Linked DNA regions of Danio rerio: region 2 is linked to region 1. Evidence: chromatin contacts called from public Hi-C data. All regions are on one chromosome and are shown on one strand. The core of a region is the stretch at or near the end of the contact, and the rest is flanking DNA. Distances in the headings are between cores, read along the strand shown.

What was found. Hi-C and Micro-C count contacts between places; a contact is called where the count stands out from the background.
Region 2: a Hi-C map of hematopoietic stem cells shows a contact between it and region 1, with 2.3 times the contacts expected there. The contact joins the promoter of dnajb11 here to the promoter of hspe1 in region 1. A contact is called at or near these places in 2 of 18 Hi-C or Micro-C datasets (caudal fin and hematopoietic stem cells).

What each region holds. Positions count from the first base shown.
Region 1 is chr9:33,979,242-33,982,813 of GRCz12tu, reverse strand. It overlaps hspe1 (heat shock 10 protein 1), which reads right to left and starts at 1,655. Exons shown (of 5, transcript NM_131526.2): 1 at 1,603-1,655; 2 at 1,034-1,216. The coding sequence starts at 1,036. hspd1 (heat shock 60 protein 1) reads left to right here and starts at 1,956. Exons shown (of 11, transcript NM_181330.3): 1 at 1,956-2,003.
Region 2 is chr9:34,332,068-34,335,639 of GRCz12tu, reverse strand. dnajb11 (DnaJ heat shock protein family (Hsp40) member B11) reads left to right here and starts at 2,006. Exons shown (of 11, transcript NM_198821.1): 1 at 2,006-2,114; 2 at 2,595-2,751. The coding sequence starts at 2,041. rabl3 (RAB, member of RAS oncogene family-like 3) reads right to left here and starts at 1,525. Exons shown (of 8, transcript NM_205733.1): 1 at 1,478-1,525; 2 at 1,068-1,159; 3 at 857-986. The coding sequence starts at 1,523.

The DNA of each region.
Region 1 (3,572 bases), core at 406-2,905:
AACATGATAAACCCTGAACCCTGAAGGCAGAACAGACAAGCGTGTAGAAGATTCTAGAGTAAATCAGTTTCACCTGGCCGCAAACTACAAGGCAAATTTATAACTCACAAGTCGTGGCACAAATGACTCGATTACTATCTAGTAGAAAATAAAATACGCACATCACTTAGCATGCTATTGGAAACCGGTAGTTATTGACTTACTTTTATATATATATTTTTAATGGATGTTAACGGCTACCGGTTTCCAACATTTTTCTAAATATCTTATCTTTTTAACAGAAAAAAACGCTCAAAGATATAGAACCTCTTCAGGACTGAGTAAAAGTACATTTCATTTTTGGGTAAACTTTCTCTTAAATATGCACAAATAAAAGCATTACCCTGCATTTAAAAATATATATCTGTCTCAATAAAATACAAAGTAGTTACAGCAGTGTCCATCATAATGCACATGCGTTCGCCTCTATTCAAAATGACCCGGAAGTTCATGTCTAGCTGAAACACTATTGGCTGTACTGATCTTTGAGCCTGAGTGTTTCCACAACGTGAATTATTAAGTTATTATAACGAAAATTAAGTCAATTTTACACAATGTGTGACGGATATACAAGAAAAACACTCTTAACACGTTAAGTATTTATAACACAAAATGTCAGGTGCATTTTTTTTATCGTGTAACATTAACACTATTAAAACCCCATTTACACATCTAACGTTAACGTTATACCAAAATGTTACGCTGGTGTATAAACCAGCTGTTAGCAAAATTATTCATTAAATACATCGGGTTAGCTCTGAACCTTATTGACATAAACCAACCTTTCACCCACACTTCACGTGCCCATATTAACTAACAACTTCAGCATCAAATCATTTTTACACATTGAATCTGGGCACGACTGCATTACTAACCGTGACCTTGCAGTCGCAGTTGATGGGGAGTTATAAAACATCACGCGAAACAATTCAACACAACATAGTAACATCTCATTCAGACGGAGTAGTTGGATTAATTATCTTACGCGTCTTACCATTTTAGCTGATCTTTAAGAAAACCGCGTCCGACAGAGCAGCAAGAGACCGTCACACTGGACCACTTCACTCCTGCGATCCACGTGAAGAAGAAATGTCTGGAAGGGCACTGCGCATGCGCCACAAGACAATCCCTACCGACCCCAGACCTGCAATCTAGAATATTCCTCGATCTCCCAAACCTTACATAAAGACATTTGACTCTTTTTTTGTTGTTTCGTAACAAAGGAGAAATTTTTATCTGATTGTTACAGCATTTATAACTTGCACAATATTTAAATGAATAATACATGTGCTGCTTCAGTACAAAATTTCACGTTATTCAAACACATTTAATATAGATGATTTTTATTTTTAAAAGATAAAATTGACAAATAACTCAACTCAAATGCATTTTTAAAAGCTATCTTGAGCTTTCTACATAATACTAATATTATTAATAATAAAGTATTGTAATTATATAATATAAATACACATATATTGACTTAATATGTAGATAATCTATAAGAAAAGGTTATAATATTAGACCTTTAACAAAAAAAACAACGAAATTTGCAAAACGCAATACCATTTCTGGTTGCACAATCTTGACCTCTGACGTCTATTTTTCTCCAATAGAATCTGCGAAATTTCTCGAACTTAAAGCCCCGGAACGAGCATAACACCGATTTAATAGATATTAATGATACATTTTGTTCACATTTTCTCCCACTGTCGTCAAAATACGTCAATTATTATTGAGACAAAAGTTGCTGAAAGCGTATGTTTTAAAAAAAGCATAACGCATACATAGAATGTGAGAGTATTGAGTTATGCAGATGTCAGGGCTGCGGGGGAGGTTACCCGGATGAAGAACACATGTGCGTCGAGTGGAACTGCAGCGGCTCTAAAGCGGCTCCTCTTATATCATTCAGCCTGCTCCGCTGACGGACACGCGCATCCCTTCATTCACCTCCAGATCACTCTGCAGTAAGTCACTCAGCATTATCCTCATCCATAAAAGCCTATAAACACAATATATTGCTTAATGCTCTTTAATGCCAAGCTGATATAAAGATAATTGAAATCAGTGAGCTCAAACAGGCAGGGACGTATCGTAGCATGTAAGTTAATCATGTAACACACTGTCACGTTGTTTCTCAGAGTTATAAAGTAGCATCGTGCATGTTTCTTGTCGAACGACTTGTCAATTAGTTAATTTTTTTTTAACATTTATCCTTGATGACAGATGCAGCCATTAGAATAGCCGGCTTTATAGTAAGCAGGGTGTTTTGCATATTATAACGTTATGCACTTATGCTGACAACTGTAATGCATGTGTTTAATTTAGCTGTTGCTTTATAAGCAATTTAAGACAGTATAATAGTGGTTATAGGTGTTCAGTTGACTATTGCAAGTTATGCTATATTGAGGCCTACGAATATTAAATATTTTTATGTTTGGAATATTTAAGCGGTGTAAAATCTACTATGGTTGATTTTGATTAAACAAAAGGAATATCCAGGGAACTTTATAACGTGAACTCATGGAGATGAAAGGCATCATTTCCGTCTGTGTCGTGACGCGGAGTGATTTTGACCTTGTGACGCCCTGAACACACGTGGGGTAGTAGAGGGACTCACTACAGGCTTTACAAGACACGATTGTTTAAACATTAGTATTTACATTAAATACAAAATAACATTACACTGAAAATGTTAGTCTAATGTTATATTAAACATTTTTTTAAATGCATGGTACTCTGATTTTACGAAACATTGTTGTAAGTGTCCATGTGATCCATGAAGTGATGATATCGTATATTCCAGAACATGTTTTAAGGGGAGGTGCTGACATTTTGGACACCAAATAAGAGGAGAATTAGCTTAAAAAATGAATGAATGGCCAGTGTAAAGCATTGGAGGGGGCGGCGAGTGCAAAGACAAATTTTTGGCATCCGTATCATGTGACCTCGACACAAGGCTTTTTTTCCCTTGCTGGTTAGGGATTGTTCAGATATTATCCTTGTTCAGATATTTTTTTCTGTGTGTGACTGCCATGCATTAAATGTACTCTATGCCTAACCGAACACCGAAATTGTAATGAAAAATCACACTAGGATCTTTTAAGAAACTGATTCTTCGATTTGTTGGCTACTATCAGCCAATCAGTAAAGGATTTCTGCCTGCTTCAACCAATGTTTGTCAGTTTTGGGCGGGGCCACGTCATTGATTAAATCAGAGGTTCTCAAACTGGGGAAAGGGGTCATTCATGCAGATTTTATTGTAAAATATTAGCCAAACAAAATAATAAATTAACTAATAATAATAATAATAATAAAAATTTAATTAATAAATTACAAATTATTACTATAAGCATTTTTTAAAAGAAAATGTATACCATCTAATTATTAAATGAAGATGAACATTTGTGAGATTCAAATAAGTAATTTAAAAAACAAATATAATAAATAACATTTAGATAATTGCAAGTTCTAACTAATAACATTTGAATGTGTAAATATCATAATTAAATTATTATAGTAATTGTAATAGTATA
Region 2 (3,572 bases), core at 757-3,256, 350 kb before region 1:
GTGCTTCAAAACCACAATATGTATTAAAAAATTATTTTTATTGCAATAATAGTATATTAAATATCCATATCACGGAGAGGAGTGATTAAGTTACATTTATATTACGTGCCAAGCATTAGTGTAAAGCATGAGTAGGTTGTTTATACAGATTTGACCAATCAGATAAGGCCACCGTATTTTAATATCTGCTTACCCAGTTGGTGCAATCATGCTATTTGATAGACTGAACCCAAAAGTAAACCTAGTGCCTCAAAGCAGAAAAAATACGAATAGTGGGAGAAGTAGTTAATACTTGGGATTTATTTGAATATTTTTCAAGGTTTTCAGAGTTTTAAATTCTAGTAGTTAGTAGTTTTATAATAGTTTTAGCCTGAATTAGATTTAATTAGATCAGAAAAATTGTTAAAACAGATTATTAAAATTGCATTGGGAAATGTTAAATCACAATTAATTTTGTTACAATACTCAACAACATCATATATTTTCATATTATCATACAGCTCTGGTGCACATTTAAATAGGCATGGGACAATAACCGTTTTCAAGGTATACTGTGGTTTGGAAAAGTCGCGGTTTTAAAACCACCCTAATTTTCTGCTATACCGTTCCTATTGTATATTTAAGATGTTTTATTTTCGTTTTAATTTTTTTAGGACAACAGTATCTCCAGCAGAAAAGATCTCAAATGATGCCGTTTTAAATTGTAATCAAATCTGTGTTTTTGAAACTAATGAAGACAGCAGAAGTCCAAGATTCATTTGAATTATTTAGCCTGACAAGTTTACTGTAACAATATATTTTAAAAGTTTCTCGTAATAAAATATATTGTGTTCAAAGGGGAACACTAATACTTAACCATTAACTGAATTGTAAAACACAGCTCTGGTGCTTTTAACACTGCTGGCACTGCCAACAGATCCTCCAACATCCCAGAGTTCAATGTAGAAAGCCTTCTCTTCTGGAGTGCCTTCTCTGTAGTCATGAACCTGTCCAAAGAATCAAGACTCACTTTGTCATTTTCCATAGCTTTGTGAATTGAAATGAATCACTTTTAATTGACATTATACCCTGACGTCCACTGAGCAGCCCACAGTCCATGAGGGATTCCCCAAAACCTGATTCTGGCAAAGAAGGTGTACAAGAGAGGACTTCCCTACTCCTGTAAACAGACAAACAACACTGATCAGGACAGGATTATTGATGTTCATAATAATTTATTTTACGATTAAAAATACAATTAGATAAAGTTCCCCCTTTTTCACAAAATTAATGAATCTTGATAATAATAATTAAACAACGACTACTAATAAATAAAACGAATATAATATTTCAGTCTCAGCTATGATGTGGTAGCCAACACATAACGTTAGCTTGAGTGTAATATTACATGACGTTACAATATAAATGTGCATTGACATTATATTAAGTAGGTTAACACAAAACAAGGTCGATAGATTATTTTGATCATGTTTATTACCAGAATCTCCCAAAACCAGCACTTTCACCCTGTCCAAAGATGCCATTTCTATACGGAAGTGTAAACTTAACGTTACGTGCATGACAAAATAAAAGTTGCATATATACGTGAAAGAGTCACTGAGCTAAAATACTGAAGAGAATTCTACATAGATCTGTGGATATAGTACATAAAAGTTATTTAAATTAGACCATGTTTAACGTCAATTAAATGTATTTATATAAACTAAAGTTATATTTAAATCATATTAAATAATTGTTCTTGTGTGATTTGTTGTCGAATTTGAAATATTGCTTGCATTTAATGCCAACATGGCTTGGGCTACTAATATAATATAATATAATATAATATAATATAATATAATATAATATAATATAATATAATATAATATAATATAATATAATATAATTAATACAATATAACGATGTTTGCTTCGACTGACTTTTATAACACTTCCTTTCTGAACCTGGGCGGGGATTTGTGACAGAGCAGGAAGAGGCTTTTTGATAGACATCACAGAAAGCCGGTGTGTTTTACTGGACTTCTGAAGGAAACAAGGACCCATGGCTATTAGAGGAATGAAATTGTCGAGTGTCTGTTTTCTGCTTTTATATTTGATACTGACCGTATTTGCAGGGTAAGTGAATATCGTATGGTTTTCGCGTTAGGGTTTAGTTCATTACACTAACTCAGTACTCTGGCTGGTACACATGTTTCACTGTGATTGGTCTACGCCACTGTCCGTGCATCGTGCTAGTGAAGCTCACCAGAAACGACTTCACATTATGTCCTTTATTTCTTGTACTTCAATGCAGAGTTTTAACACCCTGGTTGTTGTTTTGTTTTGTTTAAAATTCGACGCTTATTGTTTAAAACGACTAATAATTGCTGTAATGAAGCTGCCAACTCCTCTGTGAATCTGCATGTTTATGTAACTGTCATATTTATTCCAGGAATATCTGAAGCTTCGTGTTGTTGATTGTATTGCTTTTTTTGGTCATGATGTTAAATGATTAGACACCAGTATCCACGGCTGTTTCTATTCATCAGTATCCTTAAATTAATGAATGGATTGGTGTGTGGTTCAACGTACTTCTGAATTCCTGTTTGTTTTCAGGAGGGATTTCTACAAAATTCTAGGGGTTAGTAGATCAGCATCAGTCAAAGACATTAAGAAAGCCTACAGAAAGTTGGCATTGCAGCTTCATCCAGACAGAAACCAAGATGACCCAAATGCCCAAGACAAATTTGCAGACCTTGGAGCTGCTTACGAGGTAAGCCATTTTATTCAGAGATCGTTTTAACAAGTCATTTTAACTGGAATCTGCTTTTGTTGTAATTGTTACGCTTCATGTGTTGAACAATGCTAATTTCTTCACTCGGTAATATAGGTGTTAAAATGGTCTATTGTGTAATGACGACTTGGTTAGTCTTGCGAACAGTATTCGTAGCTTTAATACAGATATCTAAATTGATGATGTTTTGCGTCCCTATTGTCATATATCATATTTCCAAATCAGAACAAAAGATCAGTACAATCCCCACTGAAATGAATATGACCAGCATGAGCGTTGTTGTTAGAAACGAATCCATGGAGCTCTCTGATTTGTTAGAAGAATTGTGTGGCCGCCTCTGATTGGTTGACACATCTGCTTTTTCTTATTCATTTCATGTGACGTGTAGCGTGTAATAATATACAATGTGTGCAAAATTAAATTGTTACACAATGTTTTTATTTTATTTTAAAAAATGTAGCTCAATTCAATATTATGTTAAGGTGAATTTATTATTTTATTTTCATAAATCAATCAAATATTATATTATGCAACAATTTCACAAAAAAATTGTAATATATATTCACGATTTAAAGTAAAATATTATGACTAATGTTAAATATTCTATAATATATATTCTAAATATTAAAGATTCTAAATATTATATAAGGCTGCACGATATTAGAAAAATTTAACACTGCATTATTTTGTTATGCTTTTGGCCATATATTGCGATATTTTATATATATATATATATATATATATATATATATATATATATATATATATATATATATATATATATATATATATATATATAT